2 separate regions of the Rattus norvegicus genome follow, and region 2 is linked to region 1. A link is a contact called in public Hi-C data. All regions are on one chromosome and are shown on one strand. The core of a region is the stretch at or near the end of the contact, and the rest is flanking DNA. Distances in the headings are between cores, read along the strand shown.

The links. A called contact is a pair of places that touch in the nucleus more often than the background predicts.
Region 2: a Hi-C map of Schwann cells shows a contact between it and region 1, with 2.3 times the contacts expected there. The contact joins the promoter of Trim24 here to the enhancer-like site in region 1. A contact is called at or near these places in 2 of 12 Hi-C or Micro-C datasets (Schwann cells and liver).

Annotation. Positions count from the first base shown.
Region 1 is chr4:67,435,120-67,440,596 of GRCr8, reverse strand. No RefSeq gene overlaps it. Among named protein-coding and RNA genes, the nearest start is that of Trim24, 96 kb to the left of the region's middle. Within about 2 kb of position 3,211, at least 3 of the 93 cell types and tissues checked have an H3K27ac peak or open chromatin away from gene starts, as enhancers often do. A contact at or near this core is called in Schwann cells, where this site is marked.
Region 2 is chr4:67,531,152-67,536,628 of GRCr8, reverse strand. It overlaps Trim24 (tripartite motif-containing 24), which reads right to left and starts at 2,294. Exons shown (of 19, transcript NM_001395753.1): 1 at 1,628-2,294. The coding sequence starts at 1,991. It also overlaps the pseudogene Hmgb1-ps18.

The DNA.
Region 1 (5,477 bases), core at 1,962-4,461:
AATCTGAGCAATTGGGAAGCAAAGGCAGTAGGATTTCTGTGAATTCAAAGTTAGCCTGGTCTACAGATTGAGTTCCAGAACAGATTGATTTAAGAAGGAAAGCCCTATCTCAAAAAACAAATAACAACAAAGAAACAAAGAAACAAAACAACCACATCCAAAGAGTAAAAAACAAAGAAGCAAACAAAACAATGAATTCCGGAATTTCTTCTCAGGCCCTCCATGATTGACAGAGCTTGTGGTTTGTGACAAGGAATTTTTTTTTTTTTTGAGAAAATGAAAATGAATAACATGTCAAGAAGTCTGCAGTATTTGAAGGAGGGATGGCATTTCATTCCCAACCCCTGAATACAATTCAGAGAGAATGTTGTAGAACAAAGCTTGATAAGAATCCAACCTTTTGGCAACCATTAAGTCAAAGGTTTGCACATCATGCTCACTATGACCAAAGGATGAGAGAAGTGGAGAAGGTGGATTGGGATGTCAATCATCTGGTTATCCTACTGAAGTATGATAAATCCATGATATCTCAAAACTAGCAGAATCATGAGCCAAAAAACAAAACAAATACTTGTCTTAGGGTTTTACTGCTGTGAGAAGACACCATGACCAATGCAACTCCTATATGGACAACATTTAATTGGAGCTAGCTAACAGGTTCAAAGACTCACCGTCATCATGGTGGTAGCATGGTAGCTTCTAGGCAAACATGGTACAGGAGGAGCTGAGAGTTCTACATCTTCATCTGAAGGCTGCTAGTGGAAGACAGACTTCTAGTCTAGAACAAAGGTATTAAACCACAGTGACACATCCACTCCAACAATTACTCTTAATAGTGCCACTCTCTGGCCCAAGCATATTCAAACCATGACACCACCCCTACCATGCCACCCTGAAAACCAATGTACCTAGAGATAAACTGTGAAGAGATATTAACTAAGTAAAAGTCTAGGTTATCTTCTTTGGGACTAAGTCTCTGCTTTAGGACCCAATACAGATGACTGAAAATGAAGCAATCCACTTGAGAAAGTTACAGACCACCACTATCAATAAGCCAGATAAGGGTATGGGTCCTTTATTTGGCCAGCTAGTGGGCTAGAGCCTAAGAAAGAATCTTAGTACCAAAGCTCAAGGTTACAGCATTTTTAAAGGTAAAAGACCATATAGACCACAAGTACATCAGTCTTAGATAAAGCTCAGAGCAACTTTGTAACATCTGTTTTGGCAGAACATAGTAGTTATTTTGGACACAACACAATTAATTTTGATTTATACCCTTTCCAGTTATTTTAGTTTATGTTTAGTTTGTACAAACCTTATAATTTTGGCTAATACATTTAGACCATGGTCAGGGTCATGGACAATCCCAAATGTGTTGCTAAGGCCAATGTGGCCATTTTAGGGACAGAAGGCTGAGAAGGATCTCAGTAGACACCAGTGGAGTAAGGACAAGATGGCTTTACCTTAGTCACTTCCAAAATAAGGGGCACACTCCCTAAAATTCCACTAACAAACTTGTAATTCCAGCACTTTGGAGGCTGGGACAGGAAGATCTCAGGTTTGAAGCTGAGGGTGGCCTAGCATTAGACCCTGTTTATAGGAATTAAAAATAGTACACAAGTAAAATTTCTAGTTAACTAGGTGAAATTGTGCTGTTTATATGACCCGAAGTTCTTTTGAGGTATGAAATCACCTTCATTCTCTACCCTTCAAATTTCTATTGTTTGTTTTTTCTTTTTTTTTTTTTTTCTTTTCGGAGCTGGGGACCGAACCCAGGGCCTTGCACATGCTAGGCAAGCGCTCTACCACTGAGCTAAATCCCCAACCCCTCAAATTTCTATTGTTAGGAAACAGATTAACCAATGTACTCACCTGGGGGTGGCACAAAACTTTGGCCACAGCACCCAGAGTTAGGGGCAGGGGGATATTTGTAGCAATTTCCTCTGAATTAAAGCTTTCTCTTCTGGATTGAGGCTCATTAATAGCAGGAAGAAGCAAAACTAAGTAAGGCTCGGGAAGTACACAACTCAGAAGTATGAGGAAGTTCCTGAAGTTGTATAAGCTTGGACAACTGATGCAGAAAGGAGACTCTAGCTGGCTGAGAGACCTGCAGGTTGTAAAGGATGCTTCCAGGGATGCAGCTTTTGTGGGTGTGATGGTTTTTATATGCTTGGTCCAGGGAATGGCACTATTGGAAGGTGAGGTCTTGTTGGAGTAGTTATATAACTATGGGTGTGGGCTTCAGACCCTCACTTTAGCTGTCTGGAAGTTAATATTCTGCTAACAACTTCCAGATGAAGATGTATAACTCTAAGCTCCTCCTGCACCATGCCTGCCTAGATGCTGCCGCGCTCTTGCCTTGACAATAATTGTCTGAACTTGTAAGCCAGCCCCAATTAAATGTTGTCCTTTATAAGACTTGCCATGGTCATGGTGTCTCTTCACAGCAGTAAAACCTTGACTAATACAGTGGGTCATTTCTTATGCTGGGGTGAGCCTTTCCCTAATTCATCTGTCTTTTGTTGTGCGATATTCACCAGAAACAACTACTTAGACATGGGTTTAAACCAATAGAAAGTCTTTGTTAGCCAGCTAGCAACTAGACTGGATGTTTGGCAATCCCATTATAGCTCTAAGCCTTTCTCATGGTGAGCTTTTAAGCACAAAATATATATCCTGGGTTAACATATTTCAGTTAACAAGAATAGTTAGACAGAAGCAGAACTACAGAAGCTAAAAAAGTAAGGTTAGTACATTTAGAGAGCTTTCCAGAACTATGAACTTTGGTGAATTAGGTCTTTGTTTTCATTTTGACTGGTTGTGCTATTTACATGCTGAGCTGTATGGCCTGAAAGGTACTTCCTTCCATCATGGAGTTGTGAGGTTCAAGTTGGACCTTACCAGAACCCCTTGAATGAGACTCACAGAGGTGGTGATCAATGTAAAAGCAAGAGGAGTTTTTATTGTTCCAGCAAATTGCGGTCGCCCCAGTTTGAGAGGGAGACGACCCTGAGCAGACTTGAACAGAGAGTTATATATCTTTGATAAAGGCAGATTTCAAACAATAAGGGTAGAATTCAAACAATAGTAACTAGTCAGGCTACTGTTGGTGGGGCGAAGTGACCTTCAAACTGACTCGCGGTCAGTGGACTGTCAGGGACTTTCCAAAGGGGTTGGTTGGGAATCAGAGGTGGCTTTGTTTGACAATTTGGCTTGCAGTTGTTCTAGGAACTAAACCAGCTCTACCCTTCCTGGAAGGGAGGGTTCTTTGTGCTCCAAGGTTTGTGGTGGAATTTTTCCACTGACCTTACATTGACCCCAACTTTAGCTCTTTGAGAATCAGCTGTGTTAAGGTTTGGGAGCCTGTTACATTTTGAGTCATTATGAAAAGGTTAATCTCTATTCCAGGAGAATTAAGGGAAAATGAAACTCCTAAGTATGGAGGGGTTCATGGGGCTATTTTATGCAGAAGCTTTTTCATTGGCTGCTCATTGGGTGAGCACTTTCTGGTCAACCCTGACAACCTGAGTTGGATCCCCAGAACTCTTGCAAAAATGAAAGGAGAAAACAAACTTCATAATTGTTCTCTGAACCTGCACAAGCACTATGGCAAGACCTCCTTCCATAATAATATACCCTAATAATAAATAGATCTTAATTTAAAAAGAATTGTTTTTAGGGCTAGGAAAAGACTGAAGTAACAGCAAGAGACTGATTGGACATGTCCTGGGCTGAGCCAATTGTACATTCTTCCCATATACCCCTCCCCCTGCCCAACCAGAGGAATGGTCATATGCTGGTCATATGATGTACACTGCCTGTTCTGTTAAGTCTTTCTGAAAGCACATTCATAGACACACTCAGAGATGTGTTTCCATGGTGACTCCAAATACCGTCAAGCTGACAGTGAGAATAGAAAGTTTTTATAATTTCTCTTTAAAAATTAATTACAGAAACCTAATGTTTAAATTTTACTCTGGACAAATAAGTCCATGGAGCAGAGCCCTGAGTCTTTGTCCAAAAAATTTAAACTTGTCTGCATAAACTTTAAGCACTAGTAGAGTTTAAATGTAAAACAAAACGATACGAGGGTTTTGTTGTTGTTTTCTTATTTTGAGACAGGGTTTCACTGTGTAGTCGAAGGCTGTCCTCCCCCTCACTAGGTAGATTAAGCTGGCCTTGAACTCAGAGACCCATTGCCGTTGCCTATTAAGTGATGATGTTCTGGATAGTTTTATGTGAATTTGGCATAAGATGCTTCATCTTAAACCTTGATTGAGAAAATGCCTCTATGAGATTGGGCTGTAGACAAGCCTGTAGGGCATTTTATTAATTGGTGATTGATGTGGGGGTGCCCAACTCTTTGTGCCATTCCTGAGCTGGTGGCCCTGGGTTTTATAAGAACGCAGACTGAGCAAGCCATAAGAAGCAAGTCAGTAAGCAGCACTCTTCCATTGCCTCTGCATCAGTTCCTACCTCCAACTTCCTGCCTTGATGTCTTTCAGTGATGGACAGTGATTTAAAAGCATAAGCAAATAAATAGCTCCTCTCTAAAATGCTTTTGGTCATGGTGTTTCATCACAGCAGTAGAAACCCTAATTCAGACAACTAGAGTTGAAAGCATGCCTAATTTCGGGTTTCTTCCTCCTACGTGTGTGTCTTAGACACTGACCTGTCTCAATTGAGGGATTACCCAGATCATATTGGCCTGTAGATGATTGCAGTGTTTATATGTAGAGCTGTCCTGATTGTAAATTGACAATTTGAGAATGTAGAGGGGCTCAACTCATTGTGGACCATGATGTCCATAGAGAGATGGGTTAGAGCTATACAGGAAAGATAGCTAAGCAAGCCTGGGAGCAAGTTAGATATTAAGCAGCATTCCTCCTGGCTTTTGTTTTCAGGTTCCTGAAAACAAAACATGACTTCCTTTCATGATGTAACTTATAGGCTATAAGCCATAGGCTATAATAAACCCTTTGTTCCCAAGAATGAAGGAAAGACAGACAGGAAGCATGATATGTCTCCCAAAAATTCTATGGGTGCATATGGATTTTATGGCTGTGAAGAGGTACTCTTATAACAGCAAACATTTAATTGGGACTGGCTTACAGTGTCAGAGGTTTAGTCCATTATTGTCCTGGTGGAAAACATGGCAGCAAGCAAGCAGACTTGGTGCTAGAGAAGTCAAGAATTCTATGTCTTGATCTGCAGGCAGCAGAAAGGGATTGGCTTTTTCAGGCAGGCGCCCTTCCATACTAGGTCAAAACCCACGCCCACAGAGTAGGTCACTTCTTCCAACAAGGCAATACTTCCTAATAGGCCAAGCTGTGGGCCAAGCATTAAGCACATGAGTATCTGGGGGCCAAATCTATTCAAACTACCAAAATGGGTTTAGCTGACTTCAAGTTCCATTTTGTGATAGCTACTGGTCATTATGAGCTTTTCCACAGAGACTGGGAAAGTCAAATTGTCTT
Region 2 (5,477 bases), core at 1,045-3,544, 97 kb before region 1:
CTTGCTTGCAACTACAAGGCAAAAGGCAAGATAAGAGGATGTGACTCTGAAAGCCCCTTGCAGAGCAGTGGTGCTCACACCTTTAATCCCAGCACTAGGGAGTCAGAGGCAGGCGGATCTCTGTGACTTCTATGCCAGCCTGGTCTACAGAGCATGCTCCAGGAGCCAGAGCTGTTACATAGAGAAACACTTATCTCAAAAACAAAACAAGCAAACCCAAACCAAAAAACCGAAACAAAACCCAAAAAACAAAACCAAAAACCAAAAGACAAAAAAGCCCCCTTCCTCTAAAGGTCTAAGGTTCTTAATCTTAGTGCTGCCACTTTTAACACACACTTCCTTATGTTGTGGTGACCCCCAACTATAAATTATTTTCTTTGGTACATCATAATGGTAATTTTGCTACTGTTAAGAATCATAGTATAAACATCTAGTATGCAGGACATCAGATATTGGACCTCAGTGAAAGCTTCATTCCACCCTCCACAAGGGGTCTGGACCTACAGGTTGAAAACCACTGGCTTACATCTGCATCCTTGATACCTGAGTGTAATCCAGGGGGCTGGAATACTTTCATTTGGCTATAGCTGAGTGGTCTCCTTCTGGTGGGCTTTCCCTGTGGTGCTTCCCGTAACAATACAGACCCGTGGAAAATAGTTTCCTATGTTTAAAGACCGTTGTAAGATAGAGCTACGTGGTTCTAAGTCAACAATCCAAGCCAGTAATTGCATCCTGACCTAAAGTAATTACTTAACAAATTAATTCAAAGCAGTTATTCCCTTAAAAGAGATGCTAAAAGTGACTGGCCAGCAGGTGTGATGGCTCCTGCCTGTTATCTTTACTCTAAAAAGGCTGAGACGGGAAGATTGCTAGTTGTGGATAAGTTTGGGCTGCTACATAAGCCAAACAAAACATACACACAAACAAAAAAACCCACTAAGCAATAGAAAAAGACTTGCGGTTACTATTTTAAAGACGCAAATTTGCCCAAATATTTGCATTATTAAAAGTTAAAAACTTCAAGCGTTCTCCCAGAAATAATTACTGCACTTCAAATCACTTTAAATGCTTCAAACCTGTTAACATAAGCAATGGAAACTACCTGTCAAAAACTAATTACCCGATAACGCCACAAAAGAGAAAGTAACTTCCAACTACTGCTTACAAAACACTTTGGAAGTCTATTTACTTTCTATCCTTTATTGAATCTCTCAAAATAAAATCTTCGAAAGCAGCAGACAACAAAACTCCTTCTTCTGGTTCCTTTGTCCTCAACGGAGGGGATAGAGAGGGAACTCATTACGGTAAAAAGCCCGGAACGCACAAGATTCGAAACAGACGGCAGCCAATCTGCAATCAATCATCAAAGAAAATCCCATCACTTCATCTCCACCTCTCCCTCCCCCTTTCTAGCTCGCATAACCCGGGTGTACACGAGCTGATCCGGATCATATGCACCCGGACAAAGCTTCGCGAAGGCAGCGGGGAGCTGCTAACTCGCCACAACCGTCAGAGCTCTGCAAAAAGTGAGGGACCGCTGAGTCGCTCGACCGGCACTGGTCCTTTTCACCCCCTCCACAGCCTCGTGACAGCGGGTCGCGCCCGCCACCTCGCGGGCCCCTCTCACCTTGGGTGGCGAATGGCGAAGGACCACCGGCCGGGGAGCCCGGGGCGGGGGCGGGGACAGGAGCCGGTGGAGGGGTCTCTGCTGAGCCCAGCGAGGGCGCCGTCAGCATGAGATAGCGCTGGGGTGCGGGCAAGCAGCGCTGGCAGAACGAGTGCAGGCAGGGCAGCAGCTTGGGCACCCGGCTCTGGATGTTCTGGTGGCACACGGCGCAAGTGTCCAACAGGTTGAGCCGGGACACCTCGCCGCCGCTTTCCGAGTCCGGGCCCTGCCGGCTCTCGGCCTCATTCTCCCCGCTCGGCGCCGCCGCTGCGGGGGCCCCGGCCAGAGCCGCCGCCGCCGCTGCCTTCTCCACAGCCACCTCCATTGTCCTGCGGCCGCCGCCGGGAAAGCGGGAGCGCGCTCACCGCCCGCCGCCCCCGACGACCTCCGCTGCTGCCGCCGCCTCCCGCTTCTCTTCCGAGGCCGCGCGTATTCGCGGAGGGAGCGCAGGGAGGAAGCCACTTCCCGAGTGGCGCGGCCGGAAGACGCGGAGCTGTCAACGGGGACCGGTTCCCGCACCGCGACGCCGCCGCGCGGGCCGCCAGGCAAACCGCCACCGAGACGCTCGATTCCGCCCAGCGCGCCCGCCCGCGCCTAGCAGCCTTTCTCTCGGGCCCCTTGGACCACCGTGGGCCCCGCCCCCACCTCCCTCTCCCAGCAACCGCGGCGACTGCGAGCTGAGTGCCATCCAATGACCGCCGCGCCTGCCCAGGGGGCGGGGCCTGCGGGAGCCCGCGAGGCTCGGACGGCCCCCGCGGGAGGTTGGGAGTGGGCGGGGCTAGCCCCGCTCCGGACGCCGAGGACCGCGGCCATTGATTGGCTGTCTCTGTGTGGGTCTCTCTTCTGAAGATTGTAAAGGAATCGTCTGTAAAGCAGCCAGAGTAGACATCGGGTTCCGCCCGCCGCTGTGGCCCCGCCCAAGGGGCGGGGCTCTACCTAGTCTCCCCAACCTGATTAATTAAGAAACTGCTCGGAAAGCTGCTTTTACTACTTAAAGACTTGAATGGTGAAAGGAGTAAGATCTTGGGAGGGCTGAAGTAAGTTACGTGCAACAGAGAAAAGATTCAAAACCTCGTTGTATGAGCCCACATTGTGTGAGAGGGGGAGTGTGCAGGCAGCTTGAATTTTTTTTTTTTTTTTGGTGGCCTGAATTTATTTCTGTGATGAATGAATGGGAGTGATGTATAGGGGAAGAGATTACAAATTTGTCGGAACTTTAAAGATCTCAATGGGAAAAGGTGAAATTAATTTTGCTTAAGTGAATAAAAGCAGTTAATATTTTTGAGGACTAAATAAACGATCTGCAAGTGTCTTAAGTACGTGAATATTAAATTCTTAAAAAAAAAAAAAAAGCCAGAGTTGGTGGCACACACCTATACTTCTAATACTCTAGAGACAAAGGCAGGAGAATCACTACAAATTCAAGATTATTCTTGGTTATAGTCAATGTTAAACCCTGTCTCAAAAAGGGGAGGAGGAAACTGAAAAAGAAAAAAAAAAAAAGAAAGAAAAAGAAAAACCTCAAACTGGTGTTAAGAGTTTCAGTATTATATTACATGTCATCCTCCCGAGCTTGTTACCGGAAATTCTGGGGAGTCCCATGGGAGTTGCCACCTGTTACTAGGGAAATCAGAGTTCCCTCCTGAGGTTCTTAGTCTCATTAATAAAAGAATTTAAGAAGAAACTCAAAAGGAAGCTTGAGGAAAATTTATTAGAGTTGAAAAGAAAGGATACAAAACAAAGCATCTGTGCAGGCAGGCTGTAAACCGTGGCAGCTATCCAGAAGAAGATGGAGAAGTGGGAGAGAGGCCAGGCCATTTGTGTTAGACAGACATAGAAGTCAGCTCCATGGGTTACAAGCAGCCGCGTGGCCAGGAGGGAAGCTTTAGAGAATGAGGGAGGAAAGCCCAAACTACCAGAGAAAGTATATTAGGCCAGCACCCAAAAGAACTGAGAAGACAAAGAGAAGGTTGAGTGTTTCTGGGACAGTAGACAGAAATCATGGAGAAGCTCATCGGGAATCTGAAACGACTGCGATAGTGGCCAGGAATTTTGGGAAGAGAAAGTCTGCCTGTTTCATTAAAGGGTAGGTTATTCCTCCTTTTGCATGGCTTTAGGTGAACCTACCTTTCTAAGGGATGGTCCCTTATCCAGGTGATTGGCAGAGCCAGTTGGACTAAGATTTATGGCTCTACCTCAGAGATAGATTTCATTGGTTTTTGGTTAGTAGGCAGCATCTTTCCCTTAATGGATCGTTAGTAAGAATAACGGAAATTACATTTTCAGTCAAAAGCATAAAAAGTCAGGCGCAGTGGTACATACCTTTAATTCCAGCCCATGAGAGGCAGAGGCAGGCAGATCTCTGAATTCAAGGCCAGCCTGATCTACAGAGCCAGGAAGCCAGGGCTACACAGAGAAACCTTGTCTTTAAAAACAACAAAAAGCTGGGCAAAACTTTGTAGAGGTTGAAGAATACCTTGAGAGGAGACGAGCTATTGTACACACAGGACTAAAGTCCATGTGCTGTAGTTCCCAAAGACTTGAGGAGAAAGGCCACTGAACTAAATCATCATGACCAAATTTATTAAAGCAAGCAAGCAATTAATTAAAGCAAACATTTTTATTTATGTACATAGGCTGTCTCCCCGCCAAGGTGGGGTTCAAGAAGTCTGCCTTGGACATGAGGATGACAAGGTTTTTATAGGTCAGGGGTAGGTGGTTTCCAGATTGGGGAAAGTAAGCAGGGTTACAGGAGTAGAATTTAACAAGGCAATCATAACAGCTTTCCGAGACAGAGGTAGGGTTAATAGGTTTCCAGTATCAGGTTCTGCCACTTAGTCTTCAATGGCTGTTAATTTTGTACAGACCACCCTCCTAGCCTGTAGCTGGTCTTCTCTACTTTGTGGGTTCTTCTTTCTCCCAACCTTCCTCCCCAGTTTCACCCCCTAACACTAGATAGGAGAAACAAGGATAGAGGAGAGAGGAATTAGGAAAACCCCCGAGTCTAATTTCTTTCCTTTTGTTTCTTCTTTGACCACGGCTACTAGTGAATGGCAACCAACTACTATGTAGTGAGCCATATTGGATTTGGGCCTGGCCACTTTGTAACTGTATGGGCACAGTTAAAGTCATGGGATTGTTGAACAGAGGCCTCTCCCATGTATTTACGGCACAGGAAGAAAAGACCAAGTAGTAACACCCGGTGTCTCCACTGCATGACCTCTGCTGAGCCTGGCTGATGCATGTGGAACCCACACATCTGGACCACACCTGGGTGGTGGTCAATTTACTTTTGCTTCCTCAGCCTTTATCCTTGAGATTTAGGCTGGTCTTCTGGGATTTCTCCCTAATTAATTCAGGTCTCCTAGTCAGTCTTTTGTTACCGAAGTCACGAGCCAGGTAGTCACGAGCCAGGGTTTCCCACTGTGCTTCCCAGTTATTTTCTACCTGGAGACTTGGGTATATAAGTGGTGAATAAAGCTACAGGAGACTCTCACTCCCTCTTCCGCTCTTCCGCTCTTCCGCTCTTCCGCTCTTCCTCTCTTCTGCTCTTCCTCTCTCTCTCTCTCTCTCTCTCTCTCTCTCTCTCTCTCTCTCTCTCTCTCTCTCCCTTCCTCTCTTCCTCTCCTGGCTTGACATGATAACCTGTGTGTGTGTGTGTGTGTGTGTGTGTGTGTGTGTGTGTGTGTGTGTGTGTTTCTTTCATCCCGCAGGCTTTCGCCCGATTCTCGGTACCGTGTCGGTGCTGGCGCCGACACTACTAAATGACCAACTTCATTGGTCAGCTCCATTTCACACAGGTCCTCAAGTT